Linked DNA regions of Zea mays: region 1 is linked to region 2. A link is a contact called in public Hi-C data. All regions are on one chromosome and are shown on one strand. The core of a region is the stretch at or near the end of the contact, and the rest is flanking DNA. Distances in the headings are between cores, read along the strand shown. Region 1 overlaps LOC100284269 (dihydrolipoyllysine-residue succinyltransferase component of 2-oxoglutarate dehydrogenase complex). Region 2 holds the start of LOC100501426.

Region 1 (6,008 bases), core at 145-2,644, 230 kb before region 2:
CAGCCTATAGTTTGGGATGGTGTATTTACTATGTATATCACTGACTGAAACTTCTCCAGGGCCTTGTGGTGCCTGTTATCCGAGATGCTGATACCATGAACTTTGCTGACATTGAGAAAGGGATAAACAACCTTGCAAAGAAGGCAAATGAGGGGGCGCTCTCGATTGATGACATGGCAGGAGGAACATTCACTATCTCCAATGGTGGTGTCTATGGAAGCCTCCTCAGCACACCTATCATCAACCCCCCACAGGTAGCTACTAAACATTTATCAGTTGCAACACATTTGTAGCATGCAGATGTTTATATTGATCTGAAACATGATCTATGTGAAATGCAGTCGTCAATTCTGGGGATGCATTCCATTGTGCAACGCCCTGTGGTTGTGAATGGTGACATTCTCGCAAGGCCAATGATGTTCCTTGCGCTGACATATGACCACAGGCTGATCGATGGCAGAGAGGCTGTATTCTTCCTCCGTCGCATCAAGGATGTCGTTGAGGACCCCAGGAGGTTGCTGCTTGACATATAAAGTTACTTACCAGTGCTTTCCCGCCGACTGTTTTGTGCTTTCTGGAAATAATACCATGCAAATTTTTGACTGATGAAAAAGAATTGCTTCCTCGGAAAGACGAATTCTGAGCTGAGGATACAGTGAGGTTTTTCTCTATAATCGTAGAAGAGAGCAGCAAACTCAACTCAATGTGAGGTCATGTTTCATTTTCGGGTATAAGATGCTCCATTTCGGGATGCAGTTCCCAGTAATTTTATTTGCCATGCAAGAGCAATAGAAGCTGCTGCATTTTTGTTTGTTGGTTCACAATTTCGCCTCCAGCTGGCCAGTCTGCGACTCAAAAGAGTTGGGCTGCATTACATCTCTACTATTATAAAGCATAAGTTTTCATGGTTCAACAGTTCCACGGTCACAATTTTATAAAAACAGTCTTCAAATTTGCTTAAATAAACCCGCAATAATCCGTTGTCTGCCCCTTCTTTCGCTCCCTGTGCGGTCGCCGAACCGCATTCGTCACCGTTTCCTTCGTTGGATAAGCTTTATCGCCATTGCAACGGTACATCCTATGACCCCTCCCTTTGCTCCCCGCGTGACTGCTGAACTGCATTTGTCGCTGTTTTCTTCGTCGTGGGCACGATTTGAACCAAACAACCGATCTGTATCGCCATTGCATATGTACATCCTATGATTTCGCTCTGTTATGCCCATGGCCGCCGATGAGTTCGCCGGGACGTGAGCGCTCGTGATCGCCGTCGCCGTGAGGGACAACGTCAAGGTATGTGTTCTGTTTATTCGACAACCAAACCACCAAGTGTTTACAGTATTTAACCCATCTCACGCCGCGACCCACACATGGCCCAACTCGACAGGCACACATGGCCCACACATTACAACCCAATCCATACAGCCACATCTGAGCACTGTTTTCGGTCTGACACCGCTTTAGGCTATCCGCACTCATAGAACCCTAAATTTCTACTCTAAAAGGAATATTTCATCCTGTTCAGCGAGATTCTCTACCCTATCCCATAATACTCCGCGGTCATATTCACTCTAAATATCTACCTTATACCATATACCATATATTCTATTATTTATTTTCACCTCTTTCCTTTCCACATCCAACTAGCAGCCAATAGAAAGAGGAGGGAGATTATTCAGTCCACCGCAGAAGGTGCGCTAGCTGTGAAGTTCCTGAGAGCCGTAAAAATTTACAGTTCCTGTTGCAGTCTACCGCTGCATCGTTTGTGAGAGCTGTAAAAATTTACAGTTCCTGTTTGCAGTAGCGACTGCGGATAGCCTTAGAGTTCTCCATTCGGTTCTTCAGGTTCCCCTGCGCCTGAGCCCTCTCCCTACACGTCACCCTGGATCCCGGGCGTGACATCTGCCCCCTCCCGAGCACTTGCTTGTCCCCAAGCAATGGAATGAGGGATCTTCGACAAGTAGCCGACTCACGAGGAATATTGCTCCAACGGATGAGGACTTGTGGGATAGCATGACCTCCTTTCTTGACCAACCGACGCTCCAAAATTTCTTCAGGCACCACATCATGCTGAGCGAGCTCATTGTACCTAGGTAGGGTGGAGAAAACATGAGTATAATTGGATGTAAATGACTTCAGCTGTGACACGTGGAAAATTAGATGAACTTGTGCTGATGGTGGCAACTCCAAGGGATAAGCAACTTCGCCAATTCTCTCCAGATATTTGTATGGCCCAAAAAACTTAAAGGCCAACTTCGGGCAAGGACGATTGACCACCGAGTGCTGAGCATACGGTTGCAGTTTGAGGAGTACAAGCTCACCCATTTGAAACTGACGTTCAGTCCTGAACCTGTCTACCTACAGCTTCATTCGGTTGCAAGCGGCAGCCAACTATTCTCGTAGAAGTGAAGAAAAGGCAGTTATCAACTCGGCCACATCTTTGTCAGTCTTAGATGACACCACATGAGCTCATAACCATATAGGCTTTGAATGGAGAACAACCCAGAGTGGTGTGATACGAAGTGTTATACCAGAATTCGGCCACAGGAAGCCAGGATTTCCATTTCTTGGGTTGAGCATGCACATCACAACGAAGGTACATTTCCAGGCACTGATTAACATGCTCGCTTTGTCCATCAGACTGAGGATGATATGCGGTGCTTAAATTGAGCTTAGTTCCCATGAGTTTGAACAGATGTGTCCAAAAATACTTGTAAACACCTTGTCCCGATCACTCACGAGCATCTCATGCAGTCTTACCACCTGATCCAACATGACCTGAGCCACTTGGACTGCTGTAAAGGGGTGTTTAAGAGCCACAAAATGTGCATACTTAGTAAAAAGGTCTACCATAACCAAAATAGTGTCATACCCTTCTGATATTGGATGCTTCTCAATAAAATCCAAGGTGATATCCTGCCAAGCACCCTGAGGTACTGGTAGAGGTTGAAGTAAGCTTGGAGGATGCACCCTCTCACCCTTAGCTTGTTGACAAGTTGCACATTGTTTCACATAGTCCTCCACATCCACCTCCTTGACTTTCTAGTGAAATAGCTTCTTCACTCGTTGGTAAGTAGCCTGGACACCAGAATGCCCCCCCAAAGCACTGTCATGTAGAGCGGCTACTATTTTAGTTTTGAGTGCAGAGTTGTTACTAATCTAGATCAGACTGCCTTTGCGAATCAAACCTTTGCACAACTGGTATCGTTTGTCATCAGGGCTCTGAACACTCAGTTGGGCTATTAACTATTGTGCCTCAGGGTCAGTATAATAGGAATTTAAAACTTCTTAGATACACAAGGGTTGAACTTCACTAATGGTAGTTAAAACCATTAGATGACCCATTCTGGACAAGGCATTAGGCACAATATTGTCTTTTCCTTGCTTGTAGATCACCATAAATTGTAAGCCCATCATTTTGGCCATAGCCTTCCGTTGCAAATCAGAATGAAGTTCCTGCTGACCTAGAAAACTAAGAGCCTTATGGTCAGTATGGATTTCAAATTCACTCCTCTGCAAGTAATGTCTCCATTTGTCCACACCTATTATCAAGGCTAAGAACTCCTTGTCATAGATTGGCAAAAACTGATTTTGTGCTCCCAAAGCTTTGGTCAGGAATGCCAGTGGCCTGCCTTGCTGCATTAACACTGCTCCTAGACCATGATCACTGGCAACAGTCTCCACCACAAAGGGCTTGTGAAAATCAGGTAATGCAAGAACAGATGTGGAGCTCATAGCCTGTTTCAACATCTGGAAAGCCTATATGGATTCCTCAGTCCAAGTAAATTTTCCTTTCTGCAATAGTTGGGTTAGAGGTTTGGCAATAGTGCCATAATTCTTGACAAAGATTCTGTAATAACTGGTTAACCCCAGAAAAGGCCTGATCTCGGTGGAATTAGTAGGTTGTGGCCATTGCCTCATAGTTGATGTCTTTGCTGGATCTGTGGCAACACCTTGAGTAGATATAATACGACAAAGATACTGTTGGGGACTTGTTCTCAAATGCTATGAGTTAAAAACAAGGCAACACAAGAGAAGGTTAAATAATTAATGTCCTTCGTCCTTCGAAGCATTATTTCCCTTCGGATATAACGATCTTCGGACGAAGGTCATGGAAGACATATCTTCATCACTACGGTATATGATAGTGAAAATGAGAAACACATGAAATATAAAAGATAACATGAACATTTATATATCATTATTAACTCATTTCTATTTTATTAACACGGAAAAATAGAAATGACATTAAATTACAAGTGTACCTTCGGCTTGAAAGCAAAAGTACAAGCGTGACGCAAAAGCAAATGCCAAGTCAGCCTGAACCGTACGGGAGCACTGTTCATCTATTTATAGGCACAGGACGCAGCCCATGTAAAATTACACCCATGTCCTTTACATTTGCTAATAACTTTATAGTAATCCATCGAGGTCTAAATAGCCTTTTCATCTTTAAGTCGGTTTCCTTTTCTGCTATCATGCCGAAGCTCCCCTGCGCATAACTTCGGCTCTGTGCCATTCTTCGTATTCCTTGTACTTCTTCACACTGTGATTTTGATCCAAGTCCGAAGGTACCTGTTCATGTATTACACTCCAGAAACATTGTTAAATCACGTTTTTGAGGACCATCGTAAGCCAAAGGCCCCCAACAGTAGCCCCTCGCAATACTAATTTATTAAGATGATAAATTCGGATTGCGATATGGACGAAGGCCCTAAGCCGAAGGTCCGAAAAAACACCTTCCCTTTGCCAGAATAGCAACAGTCAATGACAAGCGGGACCCTCCCATTTGCATCGCCCTGGGCGTATAAATATGATCGACCGCGAACTCATTTGGTACGCTTTCTTGCCATCTGCTTTGCCTGCTCAAATAGCTCTTTGCCTACAAACGCTTGCCCAGCTTTCTAGATTTTTTAGCTTCGGCCGTACGAGCGCATTTTCAGCATTTTCAAAGAGATGTCTCAGGAAAAGAAAGCTGTTGCCGAAATGAAACTGAGCCTTTCTGAGGAGAAAAATCTGGGCTTCATTGAATCGATAGCGAAAACAAATATGAAGAAGATTACTAGAGAAATTTTAGAAGGCTTATCTGAAGATACCGGTGAAAGTGATAGTTATGATGTAGAAAGTGGAGGTGAAGACTCCGAAGATCGACCATGGCGACCAAGCCACTCAGCCTTCGGAAAATCGAGTATTAAACAAAGTCATCTTGATAACATGAGGGGAGATATTTTCGAGACATGTCTACTGTGAGGGCAGGGCAGATGACGGAGAGAGGACTATGCCAACTCCCGAAGATAATGAAGTCGTGATCTTCCGAAGCTTTTTTAAAGCTGGGCTTCGGTTCCCTTTAAACAGATTTGTGGTTGAAGTTCTGAAGATATATCAGGTCTAGCTTCACCAACTTACTCCCGAAGCTATAATAAGAATGGGAATCTTCGTATGGGCCGTGAAGCCAGGTTTTGAAGCCGAATGCAAAAAGTTTTTGCAATATACACGAGCTAGTGTATGAGACGAAACCCTGGGTAAAGAGCAATATCACAACAATTTTGGCTGTTATAGCTTCGGTGCTCGCTCTGGGTCAAGCTGTCTCGTGCCGACTTTTCGGAAGAGATGGCCCGGAGACTGGATGAAGGAATGGTTTTATGTGAAAAATGACTTGAAGGCACGAGAAGATATTAATGATATCATCATGCGCCCTATCTGGCAGCGCTTCGGCCTCCGAAAACCGAAGGTGGAAGTTGACGAGGCAGTCGAAGAATGCCAGAGGGCCTTCGGCGTAGTTTGCTCTTTCATTGGGACGAGGGATTTAGTCCAGGAGCATATAGCCTTCAGAGTATGGCCACTTGTAGAAAAGTGGGAAATGCCAAAAGAAACAATCACCAAGCCTGAGAAAGTGGGCTGATTAGGATGAAGTTCACCTTCAGATACGAGGGTAAATTTGTCGAGCCAGATGATGATTGGCTGAAATGTATTGAAGCCACAAGCGATGAACTGCTTGGGCCATACTCAAA
Region 2 (5,674 bases), core at 583-3,082:
GTCTTCGGTGCTTGTGGTTGCGGTCATCATCATCGCTGATTTCAATGTCTTCGCTATCTGTAGCAGCTTCAGAATTTGTCGAATTATTTTCTTCTTTTGGTGAAGGAACTTCTATTCTGTCAGCATCCAGCACTGGTGATAATGACTCTTTGAGCATCTTCAAGGTAACCAGTACAGCAGAAAACTTATCATCTAGATTGTATTCAATGTGATTATCACCTTCAACTCCAAATCTTGAAGAAGTGATTCAATCCTATTGTCGATGTATTACTACATGAGGAAGAACACAGAAACAACAATGAGTGACAGAATATAAAGTTGATCGTATGATCAGAATAACAAGTTGCTTGTAATATACCTAATAATGAAAATAAACTGATGATAATCCCAGAAAAACAGAAAAATGACAAGGCCACATGCCACTATTTTCCCTTTAAAACAGAAACTGAATTAGTGGTAGTTTAACACAGCTTTTCAAACCCCACCTGATATACTAGCAGGATATACAAAAAAAACATGTCTATGCTTAATGATTAAGGTGAAACACCAAATCAAGTCATTTACCCAATTGTCAATGTTAATAGATTTCCTTATACCACCTCAGCAATAAAACGATATGAAGCAGTGCGCCTTGCTGAACTTCCCTAAGTTTAACCAGCATCATACATACAAGCGGTTGGCACAACAAAAATAGTGGGTGGATTTCTCTGCTCTCCAATCATATTATGTAGCTCCTAGAAACATAGAAAAAGTATGGGAAACACAGACTGGTTCAAGTCACACCCTAATGGCTTCAATAAGTTAAACATCACTAAATTGTTACCAGATGGTGGATATAGTAAAACTCATCGAAGTAAACTGCTATTACTGAAGAGATACCACATCTAAACTATTGAGCAACAACCATTAGCTGAAGTTTCATACAGACTAACCCACTGTCACATTCTCTTTCAATACAAATTCATGTCGATCAGAACAAACAATATAAGCAGGAAAAAATGTGAGTAAAGAGATGTGGTTTGACCCAGCTACAATTGCAATTGCAAGCCAGAGAAACACAGGTACATAGGGTCAAGCAGAATGACATATCTACATATTTTCCACAAAATGGCGACCAACAAATCCCATACAGACTAAAAAACCAATGTGAATTTGGTATGACAGCATCAATACATCTACCGATCTACCCAAACTCAATGGCTCACTCTTATCATTGGAAACAATAAAATGATTCACAGTGCTATGCTGCTCCGGTGCTCCCAAAGAGGAGTGCAAACAAACAAACCTAACAGCCATACCATTCCAACAGATAATTGCCCCAGAAATGTTCCTCTCTATTTATCGACCTCAATTGTCCACTCTGTACTCCAGATAGAATTTCACCAATTACGCCGCTTGACAAATAGAGCTCTTGGTCGAGTCAAGACTGAACAGGTGATTTTGTGCAGACCATCCCGTGGCCCCAACAGGCCAACAGCCCCGGCAATGAAGAACTGCAGTCCGAGCCTCCCAGCCAACAGAAATAAGCCCCCCCCCCCCCCCCCCCCCCCCAAAAAAAAAACAAAACCAGGCACAAATCACGAGCCTCTGCCGCCGCAATCACATCAGTACACCCATCACCCCATAAATTCCGCGGGTAAGACAGGGCAGCGCACGCGCGGGCCTCCCGCGGGCTGCGGCCTGCTGGGCAAGGGAACGGAGGCGCTCGGAACGAAATCGGCGCTTACCGATCGAATCGAGACAGCCGACCGCGGAGGACCAGGCGACAGCGTCAAGGCGGGGGGAGGAGGGCGAGGTCGAGGGAGTCGCGCCGTCGAGGAGGTGAGGAGATGAGATGGTTAAATGGCGAGGGGCGCTTCGGTAATTTCGGCCTGGGGCTTCTCGTGTTGGGTAGGGTTCTTGGTCATGTTTTCATTTCAGTTTTCTTGTCCAGTCCTGTCCTCTCTCGCAGCCCTCTGGCTCTGGCGCTGTTTGATCGAGGCTGCTGAACCCGAGCTTCAATTTCTATCCACAGCGCTAATCGATTGCCCTCGAACTAATTATCGGCTGGTGTAAATAAGTAGGGGTAATATTATATATGCCCATTAAATAAATAGGGGTAATATTATATATGTTCATTAATATTATCGTCTTCTTCTGTTAGGTTTTTGTCATCCCAAACCTGTACCCGTGAAAAATATCTATACTCATTAAAAAAACTCGTACCCATAACGGATTTTAGATTTTACCTAAACTCGTATCCATCGGGTTAGCGGGTACCCACAGGTTACCCGTGGGTTTCATCTCCAATATACTTGTTCTTCTCATAATCAATAAGTATCATAATGATTAATGAGATCATGGTCAAAAATTTATGTGATGAACAATGAGTTCATGATTTGGTATAAAAATTATTAGTGGAGAGAATGAATTACAAATAATAAGTTGTATAATTAAGTGACCTTGCACTAAGTTATCCATCCACCACATATAACGCTAATAAAAACTATAATAGCAAGCAACACTCTCACCGACTACTAATACATTCACCATTTGATAAAAATTAGGAAGTAAATAAGGAATAATAAGTTTGTTGTTCGTTTATAAAATAAAATGACAATATGCACTAGGTTTGGTCGGGTTTGAAAAACTCACGGGTTCACGAGTTTGGGTACTATAGGAACAAACTTGTACCCATAAACCCCGTCGGGTATAGATTTATGTCTATTAACAAACCCATGAGTATGAAAATTGACCTAAACTCATACCCTAATGGGAGAAAAACCCATCGGGTTTCGGATTTCGGGTACTCATTGCTATCTCTAGTAATATAGGTACATGTTTGTATTAATTAATAAAGAATAAATAAACTATGTTTTTAATTATTTCCATGTGAATCGTATTGCATATTCGGTTAGCTGTCTGTCGGCGTTTCGAGACCGGGGGGTCCCTGGGCCGACGAGTGAAATGTCGCTGCGTGCCCCAGCCTAGATGGGTCGGCGCGAGGCCGAGCGCGAAGGGGGGAGAAAGGTGGCCGGAGACGGGCGTGAGAGAGGTGGAAATCCCGCGGCCTTCGTGTTCGTCCCGCGCCCAGGTCGGGTGCGCTTGCAGTAGGGGATTACAAGCGTCCACGCGGGCGAGGGAGCGAGCGGCCTTACGCGAGCGCCTGTCTCATCCTCGTCCCCGCGCGGCCAACCCCCTCTAAGAGGGCCCTGGTCCTTCCTTTTATAGACGTAAGGAGAGGATCCAGGTGTACAATGGGAGGTGTAGCAGAGTGTTACGTGTGTAGCGGAGGGGAGCTAGTGCCCTAAGTACACGCCGTCGTGGCAGCCGGAGAGGTTTTGGCACCCAGTTGGTGTGATGTCGTGGCTGTCGGAGGAGCGCTGGAGCCTGGCGGAAGGACAGCTATCGGGACGGTTGAGTCCTTGCTGACGTCCTCTTGCTTCCGTAAGGGGGCCGAGAGCCGCCGTCGTCAGGGAGTGTGTGGGGCGCTATCATTGCCTATCTGGCGGAGCGAGCCAGATGGGACGCCGATCTTGTTCCCCGTAGCCTGAGTCAGCTCGGGGTAGGGTAATGATGGCACCTCCTGTTGACGTGGCTGGCCCGCGCCCTAGGTTGGGTGATGTGGAGGCTCCTACGAGGCCGAGGTCGAGTCTGTCTTCCGTGACCGTGGTCGAGTCCGAGCCCCTGGGTCGGGCGAGGCGGAGACCGTCGGCTGAAGCCAGGGCTGAGTCCGAGCCCTGGGGTCGGGCGAAGCGGAGTTCGTCGTCTTCTAGGGCTGAGCCCAAGTCTGAGCCCTGGGTCGGGCGGAGCGGAGTTCGTCGTCTTCTGGGGCTGAGCCCAAGTCCGAGCCCTGGGTCGGGCGGAGCGGAGTTCGCCGTCTTCCGGGGCTTAGCCCGAGTCCGAGCCCTGGGTCGGGCGGAGCGGAGTTCGCCATCTTCCGGGGCTTAGCCCGAGTCCGAGCCCTGGGTCGGGCGGAGCGGAGCTTCCTATGGCGCCTGCGGCCGGGCCTGACTGCCTGTCAGCCTCACTCTGTCGAGTGGCACCGCAGTCGGAGCGGCGCAGGCGGCGCTGTCTTTCTGTCAGGCCGGTCAGTGGAGCGGCGAAGTGACGGCGGTCACTTCGGCTCTGTCGACTGAAGGGCGCGCGTCAGGATAAAGGTGTCAGGCCACCTTTGCATTAAATGCTCCTGCGATTTGGTCGGTCGGCGTGGCGATTTGGTCAGGGTTGCTTCTTGGCGAAGACATGGCCTCGGGCGAGCCGGAGATATGTTTGCCGCTGGAGGGGGGCCTCGGGCGAGGCGGAGATCCTCCGGGTTCGGCTGCCCTCGTCCGAGGCTAGGCTCGGGCGAGGCGTGATCGAGTCCCTCGAATGGACCGATCCCTGACTTAATCGCACCCATCAGGCCTTTGCAGCTTTATGCTGATGGGGGTTACTAGCTGAGAATTAGGAGCCTTGAGGGTACCCCTAATTATGGTCCCCGACACTGTCCAACGTAAACATTTTGATTTTATTTGTTCGGGTGTATTTGATTTAAGTCGATAGATCCACAAAACTTTTTCTCTAGCATTTCTTGCAAAATAAGTTCATTGTTTGTCATCCTACTATTGTCTCATTTGATTTTGGCATGAAACTAAAAATAAAGAGTTCATTAACCAATAACCATACCATCATTCAAACTACTTCTACATGGTCAACCACCTATCTTGATAGGTGGTTTTGTTGAGGTAGAGTCAAAATGGTGAAAGTCGTCTAAAGTAAGGGTAAATAAGCGAAATCTAAAATTTACAACTTAAATCATAAACTTCAATCTCGGGTTAGCTTTAGAACGAGAACAAGTAGAATCCGAGTGCGAGAAAAATAGTTCAACTTACACATGTTGCTCAAATGATTGCAGACTACTTGGGAGCAACTTAATTTGATATGAAATCAAACACAAGCAAGTGAACTATAAATAGGAGGGAGAGGAAAAGGCAAATCACAAATAAGGATTATCAGTACCCTGAATACAGGGTGTCAAGATGAGTCCTCGGGGGCCACCGTTAAGGATTTTACGGCCAGCCGACCCAACACGGGGCTAAGGTCCACCATATGAAGTCATGACCAGGCCAGGTTCGCCTCCTGGGCTCGTTCACCATCTCCATCAAGCCCCATAAATAGCAGAATCAATAACTTCAGTTATAGGTCTGGGATCCTGCAAATAGGACCCGGACCTCCTTGTGGCCCAACGGATTCCCAGACAAAGGGATCCGGAGGGAACATAAAGCCCCGAAGGAGAAGGCGTTCTCTGGTTACAACACCAAGCCTTCAGAACGCCTCCAAGCATCGAAAAGGTCATCCGGACCTCAGACCAGTTGAGGTATAGAGTCACCACGTGTCTAGGTCGGGGTGGTAGGAGCCTGGACCCCTTCAGGTGCGGGTCGAGCCCACGGTCAAGAAAGGCTTGGGAAAACAGTGTCACCACTTATCCCTAGGTCTGTCCCTCGTCCAGGCAAGGGTCTGGTGCTAACACGTGGCCAGACGCCCCTAGCATAAGCCATCAGACGATGCTTGACGAAAGCCTCTAACATAGGCCCGCCAGCATTGAGTACAAATGGGATGTGTACTTACCCACGCCAGCAGCGGGTAGCGTATCCCCGCATTAAATGTGTCTAGCATGCCAAGATTGTAACATGTGACTTTTACCGTTACTCGC

What was found. A called contact is a pair of places that touch in the nucleus more often than the background predicts.
Region 1: a contact with region 2 is called in a Hi-C map of tassel, with 3 times the contacts expected there. The contact joins the enhancer-like site here to the promoter of LOC100501426 in region 2. A contact is called at or near these places in 5 of 25 Hi-C or Micro-C datasets (ear, leaf and tassel).

Annotation. Positions count from the first base shown.
Region 1 is chr2:68,901,632-68,907,639 of Zm-B73-REFERENCE-NAM-5.0, reverse strand. LOC100284269 (dihydrolipoyllysine-residue succinyltransferase component of 2-oxoglutarate dehydrogenase complex) reads left to right here. Exons shown (of 13, transcript NM_001157164.2): 12 at 60-254; 13 at 342-944. The coding sequence ends at 533. Among protein-coding and RNA genes, the nearest start is that of LOC100284269, 20 kb to the left of the region's middle. Within about 2 kb of position 1,394, at least 16 of the 20 cell types and tissues checked have an H3K27ac peak or open chromatin away from gene starts, as enhancers often do. A contact at or near this core is called in ear, leaf and tassel, where this site is marked.
Region 2 is chr2:68,675,066-68,680,739 of Zm-B73-REFERENCE-NAM-5.0, reverse strand. It overlaps LOC100501426, which reads right to left and starts at 1,832. Exons shown (of 6, transcript NM_001362573.1): 1 at 1,728-1,832; 2 at 1-270. The coding sequence starts at 157.